Regions from separate parts of the Mus musculus genome. Here regions 1 and 2 are each linked to region 3. Evidence: chromatin contacts called from public HiCAR-type and promoter capture Hi-C data. All regions are on one chromosome and are shown on one strand. Each heading gives the region's core, a stretch centred on a gene start, on an enhancer-like site or on the middle of the called end of the contact. The rest is flanking DNA. Distances are from core to core; before and after follow the strand shown. Region 1 holds the start of Cmya5 (cardiomyopathy associated 5). Region 2 overlaps Homer1 (homer scaffolding protein 1). Region 3 holds the start of Bhmt (betaine-homocysteine methyltransferase).

Region 1 (4,397 bases), core at 857-3,356, 490 kb after region 3:
TCGCCTGTTTTCCTGGTTTTATTTTCCTCATGATAGGAAACAGCAGAAAACGGAAACATCAACGTTGAGATTATATCCTACTTGTAGAATCAGATTTCCGTGGATTATAATCTAAACTGGAATTTTTAGGCAGTAAGCCACTACAAAGTGTTTTAGATAAGACAATAAAGTTATAAATAAAAGTTTAATGTTTATACAAAAATCTTTTTTAGTATTTCTCTTCCACATGAAAGTAGTAGTTCAGATGCAAGCTAAGCTGTTTAATAAGATTGTTTTTAGTTTATGTAAATACTTGTAAATTGGTCAGTACCTGTATTGTACATTTAAATATAAAAAGTAATCTTGAAGGCAGTTTTAACTTTTTCAAAGATTGCAAACTTCTTGTAGGCCTACAGTGGTACAATTTGTACCACTAAACTATTTTTTGCAGACCAATTAAAAAACTAAAACTTTCACTTTGTTTGACTTACAAAGGGTGCATATTTTCTTTTTTCTTTTTAAGTTTAAATTTTTGTATGCTGTCAAATGGAATAAAGTTTATATCTGGACATTGTTGAGGTGTTATTTTTCTGTGCAGTTGTTTTTGTGATATTAAGGCTGTAATTATCTTAACTGATCGGAACCTAATCGTGCTTGATTATTGAATGCGAAGAGTGTCTGGGACGAAGCTCATCTGGAGCCTGTGAACCACATTACTTCTGTGTTATAATTAGGATTAGAGCTTTCTCTATGGGTCAGTTTTTTAGAATACTGATCTGTAGTACTTTTGATGCAGTTTAAAAAAATTTACATATGATTTTTTTTCTTGGAAACATTTCTAAGATTTATCCCACATTGTGCAGCGCTTTCTCAGAGTGTATTGAGTATAACAGTTCAGTGTGACCTCAGGTAATGTTTGTCAATCATAGTCCCTTGGGGACGGGTGTTCTACTCTGCAGCACTATGGCATTTAATAAAGCCTCAGACTTTGCCGTAGTGTGGACTCTTGCATTGCCACCATGTTGTTTTCAGTGGTTCCACTCTCCTAGTCAGACTATTTGTTGTAACAAATAGACAAAAGGCTTAAGAAATCTGCATACTGGAATCCATGAGCCAGCACTTAAGATCATATACTCAGGGCAGTCCAGCTGTATCAGCTAAAGGTGTTTGGTTTTTTACAATTTCTTTTCAGTGCTAGGGATTAAACACAGCCGGTGTCTGCTACGCAAGTGCTCCACCCATTGAGCATTTCCCCAGCTGGAGACTTAAAATCTTTTCAATTTCAAGTGAATACTACATTTTTTGTTTGGATGTGCTGTTAAAATATTGTTAGTATTAGACGTGTGGACTCTAAATAATTCTAAATTTTGAGTTAGTTTGAAATAGGGTCTTGGCAAAATCAGTGGTAAAAGAGGATGCCTATCTATACCTCTCTGTCCTCAGACCCGATGTACAGCACACAAGCTGATGTAACTGGAGAATAATACCCTTAGTTTCCATCTCATTTAACAATTGTAAGAATCTGCGATGATTAAAATAAAGGTTTGGAGATCTAGCCGTCTTTCTAACCGTTGTACTAAACAGGTCTAGGCCTTTTCAGAAACATTATCTTACAAACAGAAACAATCATATTCAAAAGACTGCTTTGAGTTCCTGGAGAGGAGCAGGAGTTCAAACATGGAGATTTCAGAGAAAGGTGGTGATCTTGAATAAGTGAACAGGTGGGCCTCTCAGGCAGAAAGAATTCACTTGATACTGTGTAAATACCTGATTTCTAAAAGTGGATTAGTCAGGATTTGATCTCTATGAGGATCTTGGGCTTTCGTCCTAGAGCAGTGGTTGACAGGTTAAGCACTGGCTTTACTTGATCCAATGAGATCTTAGTCCCCTAGGGCGCTAGTTTGTTTCCATTGTCACAGTAAGAGCAGTGGGGCCTTAAGCTAGCTACAAACCATAACGTTATCTTCTCTGGATGCTGCCTCATTTGGCACGAAGCACCCGCAGCTCAGCTAGAAGTGTAAGAACCACCAGGCCACTAGATGGAAGGCTGGGCTGGTGGGTCCTTTTGACGCTCAACACTGCTTTCTGCCCTGGCCACAAAGGCCGCTGAAGATCTGCCAAAACGGGCGGGGAAGTTGGCAGGGACTGGAACCAGAGGAAGCTGAGCCAGGGCCGCAGAAGCTCCGTGGCGAAACTTTCTTGACGCCTTCTATTTAAAGGCTTGGGGCGACCCCGCCCCGCGCGCCGGGAACCCAAGCAGCCCCGCGGGCCCTGGCAAAGTGCAGTCAGACGGAGAACACCGGGCGAGGCGTGGGCAGCTCCGACTCCGGCCAGGACAGGCGCGATGGAGAGCGGCGACAGCGGACTCGCAGCCCAGGGCTTCCTAGGATGGGGTGCAGACGAGGAGGTGGCCCAGGAGCTGGAGACGGAGGAGGAGTCGGAGGGCGAGGGGGAGGAGACGGCGGCCGAGTCGGAGGAGGAGCCCGACGCCAGGTAGCCTGAGCGGGAACCGCCCGGACCTAACAAAGCTGTCCACTCCACAGGTGTCCCGCCGGGCCAGTGGCCACCCCCCCCCCCCCAACCTTTTCCTTTCCCTTTCCAACCTCAGAAGTTCATTTCCCCGGAGCCAAGCACACTGTCTGGGACGCGCCGCCTTCTTTAAAAACTTGAAGGTGCAAGGTGCTTGCTGTCAGCAGGAGTGACAGGTCCGCCTGCAGCAAAGTTCACAGTCGGCCCCCACCCCCTCCCCCACCCCCGCCTCCCAGCTCCTTGTGACTTGCTCGTTTATTCTTGGAGACTTACTTGGGGTTCTGCCTAACCGCAAAACTGTGCTGGAATACTTGCCTCTGGCTCCCCGCCCTGGATCAATCTTGCCTGCCTGAGCTTGGGGAAGGGTCTGGAGTCAGAAGGCTCTGTCCATTACCTTCAAAGGTATGGCAGCCTCCTAGAGTTCTAGCGCTGGGCTAGTTTGCTGTATGGAAGCTATTTTGGTGCAAACATCCCATACACTCCTTAGAGGGAAGAATCATGAAGGCCAGGTGTGGCTGGCCTGCCCTTGTGATTCCAATAATAGAAAGGCAGAAGCAGGAAGACTGATTTCCAGGCCAGCTGGGCTCTCCTGGGTGATGTTTTAGCAACGTCTGTCCTAAAAGTCGTTCTGGTCCTAAATATCTATCAATAAGGCGAATGAGATTAAGTAATACTATATACATACATACGTGTGTGTGTGTGTGTGTGTGTGTGTGTGTGTGTGCACGCATTAAGGCTTTCTACTTTGTCTCTACTTTGTCCCTTTTCATCCAGCCCTAAAATGACAATAGTAGTATGGATGTTTTGTTTAATCGTAAGCATGTCATCAATGGTATCTCTTCCTGGGTGGTCCTATCAAAAGGCTTTGGGGGTGGCAAGTGATGGTTTATCATTTCAGAATGCCCAACCAAGACCAGAATTGTTCAAGTTGGAGTAGCCCAAGAGTGGCATTGAAGGCTGGGGAGATGGCTCCGCTGGTAAGGTGCTTGCCTTGTGAGCTCAAGGACTGGAGCTTAATCCCCAGTTCCTATGGTCAATACCTGCAGTACTGGCGGAAAGCCCAGCACTGTGGCTTGTGCTTGTTATCTCTGTTAGGGAGATGGAGACAGAATCCCTGAGGCTCACTGTGCTGTCAGTGAGTTCCAGGCTGGTGGTGATGGCTTTTTCTTTTTAAGGTAAACTGTACATGAGGGATTGGTCTCCACATGCGTATACATGTAGTCCCGTGTACATGTATAGGGTACCGCCAATTGCAGAAAACCATCAGCTGGAAATCTTGAAGCAACTACCAAGAAGGAAACACACTCTACCCTCAAAAACTTTGCAGGAAACGATAGAAATTATGAGTATTATGACTATATGCTGAGGAGGACTTTATGCTATATAAACACTGTACTGTGGAAGGTCAGAATGAGGGCAGAAGGTCTAGAATCAGCGAGCACTGGCTCCAGACTGGATATCAGAGGATGGGCAGGAGATGCACGAAGGAAGGGCAGAGGGGAAGGTGCCCATGGGAAATGGGAGAGGGAGGAGGAGGAGGACCAGCAACCCAGGCATGCAGAGAAGAGGTTCTCACAGTGACATGTGGGACACCCATATCCCTGCTCAGCCACTATTTCCCAGAATAACGAGCTCATCTACACTACAACTGGGTCACCTGACAGTTTCAAGCACCACTTCTGAGTTGTCCCTTGCCAAACAAAAGCTAAGACCTTCTAGTGAGGATTTATCTGTGGTAATCTCAGCCTGTTCTGACCATAGGCAGAAAAGTAACCACGGCAAGGAAACGTGTCAGAATAAGCTGAGGGGAAATGGTAGGAGGTGATGGAGACCTGTTTGAGCTAGAGGGTGAGTGACTCAATAGGACTTGAGGGCACTGACAACAGGCA
Region 2 (4,367 bases), core at 1,671-4,170, 290 kb after region 3:
ATAAATGTGTGAGGGCTAGAGAAATATCTCAGTGGTTAAGAGAACTGGCTACTCTTCCAGAAGTATTGGGCTCAATGTGCAGCACCTACATAGCAGTTTCACAAGTGTTTATAACTCCAGTTCCAGGGAATCTAACACCTTCTAATGGGCTCTCCAAGCAACAGGTATGAATGTGGCGTCATCAAAACACCTACATACATAAAATAAAACTAAGTAAAAAATAAAGTAGCATAATATATGAATGAATACAAGTGATCCCCTCTCCCGACCCCACCCCCCGTGCAAAAGCAAGAGGTTTATTTTCTGGTGTGTCAAAATCGACATTCAATTAGTCCCTCAAGGCGAGTGACTAGGAAATGGCCCTGAATGGCTATTACAAGTAGTTTTTATACTTTTTAGGGGCACAGGTTACAATTCAAACTTATTGGCTAAGCACATTGATCTTGAGTCTACTGGCTAGTAAGCATGGGCAGATCATGAGACGCATTTGAACTCTATCTGGAACTTTCCAGAGGGTTAAGTGACTATCAGTCAGTACATTCTGTGGTTTTGATTTTGATATTTTTAAGATGTATAATAAAGCTTTGTTAAAAATATGATTTACATAAAATATATTTTCATTCAGAAAAGACTTACAATTATGTAGCAGGTTTTTTTTTCCTACTATTGGAAAAAATAAACTCCTAAGAAATATTTTCATTTCCTTTCTTATAAAATGACAGATTGTTAGCAATATCATTTCTATTTCACATTGTTCCTTAGAAAAAGTAGCATTTCATGTTAATGATTAAAGATTAAGTCTGGAGATCATAACATATTTCAGGTATTATAACATATTATTAACTATGTTCTCTGCCAGTGCTGGAAAAAGGATTATTTTTAGTTGAGTGGACTAATGCTCCCTAAAATTAAGAAATTTCTTTCCACCAATAACAAAAGCATACATGTCAAATTCAGAACTTGTTATCTAGCACACTGGTAAATGTGGAATGAAAATTCAGCATTTTATGAAAAAATGTTTACCAAGTAAAAACCACCACAAATATAAAATATGTATGAACTATCAGGTGTTGATGAACTTTCAACAAGGACATATGCCCTACTAAGGAGAAGAAGATGGCACAACAGAAACTGGCTCATTTCTTTCTCACAGGAAACAGATGTGTTATCTATAGCTACATAAGAGAACTTTTATCTTTGTACAAAACTTATATATTTATAAACCTTCCTCACCATTTGGTTCAAAACAGCTTCTACCAGCATACCATTTTGAGTATGTAAAGCATAGCTAACAAAGATTTTGACTTGTGGAATCGTCATCAAATAAGACTAGGCACTGGAGAAGTGGGTCAGTGGTTTGAAGCATCTGTTGCTCTTGCAGAGGACCTGGATGTAATTCCTAGCACTCACATGGTAGCTTAGAACCATCTAACTCCGGGATCTAATGCTTTCCTTTGTCCTTTTCAGGCACCAAGCATGCTCATGGTACACATGCATACATGCAGGCAAACATTATATGTGTGGGCAAACATTATATGTGTGTATGTATATGTATGTGTGTGTATATGTATGTATGTGTGTGTATGTATATATGTGTGTATATGTGTGTGCATATATATATATACACATACATATATATGTATATAAAAATAATCTTAAAGTGTTTTAAACAGACTAAAAATAAAGATTATCAACAAACAACAATGGATCAAGACTTCTCTGATGTTCTCTAAGGACCTACTGGCTACCAAGCTCAATTCTGAGACACAACAGTAAGAGAGGCAATGTGGTCACAGAGCTGGTTGGGACGAAGTAAAGTAATAGCTAACAGAGGAACGTCAGAGCATGCTAATACTTGTGGAGTCCCTAAAAGGACGTTAGTGGCCCTTCAGTGTTCTCCAAGAAACATTTGAGGAGAGGCCCAAGTGTTAAAAAAGGTGAAAAGGGAATGTTGGCATCAGACCCCACTAACTCTAAAAGACGTGGTGATAATACATTTCATAAGCAACAAGAAGGACTAACCAATGTGCTGGTGGACATTGGTGCTCATTTCAACCACTTCAAAATAACTTTTTTGTGACTTGTTAAAGAGATCTATTCTAATCTAAACTCTGAACCTTTCCTCGTTTCTGTATTATTAACCACTGAATCACTGAAAAAAAATGTTAAAGAATCTTATGCTTGAAATTTTTATTTCTTAGATTTTTTTGTTTAGGACATAACTAAGAACTTTTTTAAAAGAAAATTTTTAGTGCCAGATGGAGCTAAATAGTGAGAACCTGTCACCAAAAAAGAAAAAAAAGACAAAACGAACAGCTTCATGTGTTCATGTGTATAATTCAAGTGGGTGTGTGCATACATGCACGCGCGCACGCACAAAAGAATAACTGAACAGTTTCTTCTTAGGGTTCACTGGGCTTTCTAACACAATTTAAAAACAAAGGGATGGACGTGAGACAGCAGAAAAGACTTGAAAACACTGAAATGCATTTAATTCAATGCAAATTCTCCTCCTAAACATGGACTGCTTCAGCTGACCTGTATTTCCACCTTTTAAACCCTATCTAGTAAGAGCACATTATATTTGTACTTTGGATACGGTAAATTACAGAAACTGAAAGTTCAAGGAGGGAAAATAAATTAGCAGTCCAAAGCCTGAGGTAATAGTTAATATCCATTGTATTTCACTAAGCCAAACATTTATGAGCAGTTATTCTTCATTAAATAACACTTCACAGAAATTAACTATCATCATCTTAAGTCTTTTGAGTCATTCACATAACAGTGAAAAGACAGACTAATTATCTGGATAACAATCGTTTTTACATGTGAAAAACAGACGCACAGAAGTTAAATAGCTTGTGCAAGGCTGCATGGCTAGCAAACTGGAAGCAGCACAAAGTCCAATGAGGCGGTGAGGTTCTACTCTGCTCCTAACTTCTGCACTGAACTGACAGGGAAAGGCCTCACAGCTCCAAGTTAGTTATCCTTTAACTGTGTTTTCCTAAAGGATCTTTGTTGTTGTTGTTTTGGATTTATTTACTTAATGTTTATGAGTATTTTGCCACGTGTGTGCCTGGTGCCTGCAGAGATCAGAAAGGGGTGTCAGATCCCGGACCTAGAGATTCTGTGTGGGTGTTGGGATCCAAACCCAGGTCCTTAGCTCCCTGCCCCCTGATTCTGTGATCTGAAGGTATTCTAGAACATTCAAGTACGTGCAGGACCTAGAGGTAGGTAATCAGGACAGTGGAAATATGCTGTAGGAGGGTAACTCTTAAGAACTCCTTCAATTCTACTGCATGGACTGTCATAAAGACAGCAGGCCTGACCCCACTCAGCTCCACCGGCTCTGAATGTAATTACTTGCTAACCCATACGTTAGTTAATATTATCAAGTCATACAGTGCTGCAACCAAGAGAAGATCAGGGAGCTAGGGCTATATATCCTTTGGATTGTTAGCCTTCAAACTGTAAAGCTAAATAAATGCCTTTCTGATAGCTGGTACTGTTCTAATAATGAAACAGTGACTGACAGAAATTTTCTTATCATTTAACATTAATACAAAACAGAGATGCCAGGGATGTTCATTAAATAAACTAACCCATCATAAAGCTGAAGACTATGTTGCTTCATATAACTCAATATAATAAGGGAGTTAGTTTCTACAAATAACTTGAGGGGAAAATGCTATTACTCTAAGAATAATCACTTTTTGTTTTCTAAAGTTAAGCTTCAAAAAGTCTAGAAGAAATATTTTAATGAAAACAGAAATATGAATGAAACTGAACTTCTATGTTGTACAAAGCAAGAGAGTAAGATTATTTGAAGTAAATGTAGCTTACCTTTGAGCCATCTAAACTGATTATCCTATACACATTTCTTGTGCTGTCATAAAAATAAGATACAGTAACTGCATGCTTGCTGGTGGGTACCCAGTTCTTCTTTGTGTTCGGGTCAATCTGGAAGACATGAGCTCGAGTGCTGAAGATAGGTTGCTCCCTGAGGAAAGAACAGTTTTACTTCATTAGACAAGTGAACATAAAAGCTATACAAGTGACTACATTAACGAGAAACTTACATATATCCGCAAATAAAATAATCTTTCTTTCCAGTATGAAGTGTAAGTAGTCCAATATAAACTTTGTTAAAACAATTACACCCGATTCTTGCTACTCAGAGATTCTGTACACATGAATTCAGTTACCCACTAACGTCATCAGTAACTCTGCAGGCTTCTGTCAACTCGACACCACTAGAGTCACCTGAAGAGGAAACCTCAACTCAGGAATTGCATGCATTGAATTGGCTTTTGGATGCAGTCTCTGAGGAATATTTTTTGATTAAGGATTCATGGGGCAGGGGGTGT
Region 3 (4,433 bases), core at 1,827-4,326:
AGAGAGAGTGCACTGTGAAGTTAAAGCAGAAATTGAGAAATTGACCTCTGCTCTCCACAAACACAAGCATGCATACACACACACACACACACACACACACACACCCTTCAGCAGAGGCTGAAAAGTGTACAAATCAGATGTATGTAGCACACTGAGCATGGCGTGGATGGTACACAGGAAGGGGTGAATGCCCTGCACAAAGGAATCACAGTTTCCTTCTTAATAAATACTGGCTTTGTCAAAAGAAACATGGACATTGGCTACACTTCTGTCACCAGTTTGCAAAGAGCTCTACACAGGTGTCAAATGTTACTAAACCCTGTATTAAAATACAAAGCATCTTCAATAGTTTAGAGCTCAGAGACTCATGGTTTATAATAATAGTTTTAAAAGATCTGAGAAAAGTCAGTTTCACATTTAATTGCTTCATTTATTCAGTCATTCATTTATTTTTCTAAGAGTCACTTGAGGTCAAATCCAGAGCTTCCTTGATGCATGCAAGGCAAGCACTGTGCCATGTAACTACACCTCAGCCCCTACTCCATTTAAAAGGAAATCCCAACTAAACCGGAGATGAAGGCCCCCGACATTTGCCACCTACATATTGATAAGAAGGTCATTAACATTGATGAGGGACACTGTCTACTTCCTCTTTGGGGTACACAAAGAAGGGGGTGTTCTTCATCTCTAGCTCCATGCACAGTGTCGAAAATCCCCGCCTTACAGGCCTTCATGTTTGCCAAGTGGGATTTAATAAATGTTTCTGAGGTTCTGGGCAGATCAAAGCCAGAACAATAATCTCTCTTTTTGAGGTTATGAAACTCAGGAATTAAATTTCCAGATCGAACCCTCCTCTCTCTTGGGATTTATTTTTAACTCTGAACATTTTGCACTAGGCAAGGACTTCAACCATTTGACCTCCCTCATCTTGTCTCGTTGTGGAAGCAGAGATCAAAGAACACAGGCATTCTCCCAAGACCTGCCTATTACAGAGCATGCTGCCATGGACTTAGTTCTTTGGGATCAGGGCAAAGGAACTGGAGATGTGCTGATTGTAAGAGTTCTTCCCATCTGCCTGTAGGGATGCACAGCCCTGTGGGGAAATAAATAACAACCTGGAGAAGACACATCTGATGCCTGGGCACCATAGCACTCAGCAAACTGTGGGTTTAGTATCCAGCGTGGAAACGGCAGGTGGATGGCATTTCCATAGACCTAGTTGAGGGCTGGAAGAAAAGGTATAAAAATCTTTCAGCAGCTGCCTATGAATCATGTGGGGAAAGGAGAAGTCAGTGAGCATTCAGAGAACAAAGAATCCCCACATTCACATACGAATTCTAATAAACATGCTTATTCTGAAATGGACATAGCATTTCCCCAGAAAGTTGGTGGGCTGATCAGAGTAGTTATTTCCTGGGCTAGGAAAGATGGCTCAGCAGGGAAGAGCACCCCCTGCTTTTCCAGAGGACTTGGCTTGGATTCTCTAAAGCTCCAGGGCATCTGATATGTGACTGGTTCTTCACGGTCACCTGCACTTGTGTGCACACATGCATGCTCATATACATAATTCTAAGTCTTCTTTTTTTTTTAAAGATGGTTTTATCCAGAGCAAGGACTTGAATTTGCAACAGCAGCTAGGACAATCTTTTTTTTTTTTAATTGCTGTATGATTATATTATTTACTAAAACTTCATGATTTGTTTCCAATTTAAATCTACTAGGTTTTGTTTGTTTGTGCATTGCCATTTTGCCTGCATATATGTCTGTGTGAGGGGAGGATATCAGATCCCCTGGAACTGGAGTTGCAGACAGTTGTGAGCTGCCATGTGAGTGCTGGGTATCAAACCCGAGTCCTCTGGAAGAACCGCTAGTGCTCGTAACCACTGAGCTATCCTTCTAGCCCAAAGCTACTAGTTTAAAATCCCCACTGTTTTGTAGGGTCTGGATATGTGTGTAAACCCAGGTAAAGCCCTCTAGTGCCTGGAGTCCCCAGTGTAGTGCACCAATATCGGCTATTACTGCTATAGACAGCAAGGGCATTCATTAACTATTACTTACTTAGCTTCTCCAGGACATTAGTGGGGGAAGATGTGGACCCTGCCAAAGATGGCATTAATGTACTGTGAATGTACCTCGTTCTTCCAGACTCCTGATAGTGTATAGGGTTGATGGATGGGGGTGGCGGGAGGGGCAGTAAAATATTGTCTGTCACTTGAATTAATTTCAATATATCTTTTCTCTCTTTTTTTCCATTTTTAAGTTTTTACATATTTATCAGAGGGAAATGGACTTGTAAAAAAGCTGTCTCATTGTATATCATTCATACATCACTTTAAACTTTTACCAATGTGTTGTCTGCTACTGTAATTTCTTCTGCATGTGTGCAATTGAGACCATTGTTCCGCAGGAGGAAAATAGCCTCCAGTGCTTATTTGTTGTCTTTAAGTATTTACTAATATGTTGGGCAGTTTTTGTAGGTGAGATCTCTAGTGTTTTTATATCATCGTGTTTTTTTTTTAAATATTTAGGGAATTATCATGAATCGCCAAAGGTTAAACACCTTTTTACATCAGCAGTCCGCTGCGCTCCACTGCACTGGAGGCTGCTTCTGGTTCCTCTGGGGTTTGCTTCGCTTTGGTTTTTCATGTGGAGCTTTAAGATCTTCAGGATCTTTTCCATTTTGCCTTTTACTTGTTAGACACTGTGCTTGTTAGATGGTGCCACGGTTACCAGAAACCGCCAAAAGCCTGCCTGTAAGGTCACTGAGAACAAACCCACTACTTGGAGGATTGGCACTGAGCGCTTCTGCAAAGGGCAAGTTATGTTACTTGTGCCAGATGTAGGTCATGCAGTTTACACTCTGTGCCAAGTTCTTGCCGGGCATCGCATCCTCATGCAATGATCTTGTATCTTCGCCTTTGTCAAATATTTGGTCACTGAGTGGAATTCTTGGGGGTATGGTCTGGCAGCTTAAGTGGGTCATGGATACCTGACCCCAGATCAAGGTCAGAGGCCTGCTATTGGACAAAGGTCAGTGTGCAGACGAGCTAGCAGCGACCTCAGTATTTTTTTCTTATCTTAACTTCGCGTTTCCACCCATCTAGGAGACCAATCTCGACTTCTCCTCCCACAGGCAGCTTCCCAGCTAGCCCCTGGCCTAATTCAAAGGCTGGTGGGCGTGTTCCCTGCCTGAGGCCATGTGTTGGACCTGGCCAAGGCTAGGGAACTCTAGCTGCTGTATAAAGAGACCAGCAGCGGCCCAGCAGCACAGACTTTGCTGGGAACAGCTACCCTCCAATCCGCAGCTGTGTTCAGCGCCACTCACTACACCGGAAAGATGGCACCAGTTGCTGGCAAGAAGGCCAAGAAGGTGAGTGTGCAGGGAGCCGGAGAGAGCTCTCAATACACCATCAGCTGGGTACCCCCAATGTCAGCAAGCGCAGAGAGGTGCTTGGAGCCTGGCTGTGGCCCAGCATCCTTCTAGTTGGCAGTGTTAGGTCAAAAGGGGCACTCAGAACTTTGAGTTCTGACTGGGGGTTTCTTCTAACAATAGTGTATTCTATATGGTCTCTGGCCCTCCTGCACTTCTGGCTCCACCTTGGACCTATCTGTGGAGTGACACAAGGCACAAGACAGCCACTTTGGATGTCAGGGTGCTCCCTTCAGCCCATCAGACTCAACCCTTCATGAGTGCAGCACCCCTAAAGACCAGAGAAATATCCCAGAGAAGCTGCTCATGGATCCAGGGGTGCAATTTCCCACAGTGGGAGTTGGCTCTGGCTGGTGGCTTGCCGGGTGCAGGAGGGGCAGGCAGCTGCAGAGCCGGCCCGATTGCCTTACGGTTTCAGAAACAAATAAGTAGAATGGTTTTAAGACGCTGAGGAAGGACTGTTCACAGAATTCTAAAAAAACAAAATGCCTGCTGGACCCAGGAGGTCAGTCCAAATCTGACCTTCTGTGTTAGGGGATGTAGGCATAGATGGGGATAATATACTTGGATCTGATATCAAACCCAGGCACACAAGACCTCAGGAGGTGGCTGGGAGACAGATGGAGCCAGGCTGACCATAACCCTCAGTTCTCCCCTGCTGGGGAACCACCTGAGTGTGCCCAGTTTGTAAAGGGACAAACACCAATTCAAAAAGACATCTATGGGAGGGGGAGGAAGAAAGCTAACCCTGTTAAAATGTAAACACCATGCCCCTGAGGGAGACTTCATGCCAGTGTGTGAGAAGGGTATGTGAGTCAAGTAAGGTTTCAATTACTGCCAGTCCATAGATTTACTAAATGATGTCCCCTGAAGACTACAAAGATGGCTTATCACACCACACACACACACACACACACCTCTTCTTTGATCCCATTTGTAAAACCATGGATTCTAATCCACTTCCCAAATTCAAGTTTACAAATGTCACCAGCCTCTCTACTAG

What was found. Promoter capture Hi-C pulls out the DNA fragments that hold promoters and counts their contacts. HiCAR-type assays count read pairs that join an accessible place to other places.
Region 1: a contact with region 3 is called in a promoter capture Hi-C map of embryonic stem cells, with 2.9 times the contacts expected there. The contact joins the promoter of Cmya5 here to the promoter of Bhmt in region 3. A contact is called at or near these places in 4 of 39 promoter capture datasets (cranial neural crest, embryonic stem cells, maxillary cranial neural crest and 1 more) and 2 of 9 other capture datasets (adipose tissue and embryonic stem cells).
Region 2: a contact with region 3 is called in a HiCAR-type map of kidney, with 4 times the contacts expected there. The contact joins the enhancer-like site here to the promoter of Bhmt in region 3. A contact is called at or near these places in 11 of 39 promoter capture datasets (the 3T3-L1 cell line, the HPC-7 cell line, cranial neural crest and 5 more), 1 of 484 Hi-C or Micro-C datasets (Th2 cells), 2 of 115 datasets of contacts at active chromatin or transcription factors (embryonic stem cells and kidney) and 2 of 9 other capture datasets (adipose tissue and liver).

What each region holds. Positions count from the first base shown.
Region 1 is chr13:93,142,433-93,146,829 of GRCm38.p6, reverse strand. Cmya5 (cardiomyopathy associated 5) reads left to right here and starts at 2,106. Exons shown (of 13, transcript NM_023821.3): 1 at 2,106-2,472. The coding sequence starts at 2,324. Tent2 (terminal nucleotidyltransferase 2) reads left to right here. Exons shown (of 15, transcript NM_133905.3): 15 at 1-975.
Region 2 is chr13:93,341,389-93,345,755 of GRCm38.p6, reverse strand. It overlaps Homer1 (homer scaffolding protein 1), which reads right to left. Exons shown (of 10, transcript NM_147176.4): 2 at 3,844-4,000. Among named protein-coding and RNA genes, the nearest start is that of Homer1, 40 kb to the right of the region's middle. Within about 2 kb of position 2,920, at least 27 of the 459 cell types and tissues checked have an H3K27ac peak or open chromatin away from gene starts, as enhancers often do. A contact at or near this core is called in the HPC-7 cell line, kidney and liver, where this site is marked.
Region 3 is chr13:93,636,401-93,640,833 of GRCm38.p6, reverse strand. Bhmt (betaine-homocysteine methyltransferase) reads left to right here and starts at 3,076. Exons shown (of 8, transcript NM_016668.3): 1 at 3,076-3,370. The coding sequence starts at 3,338.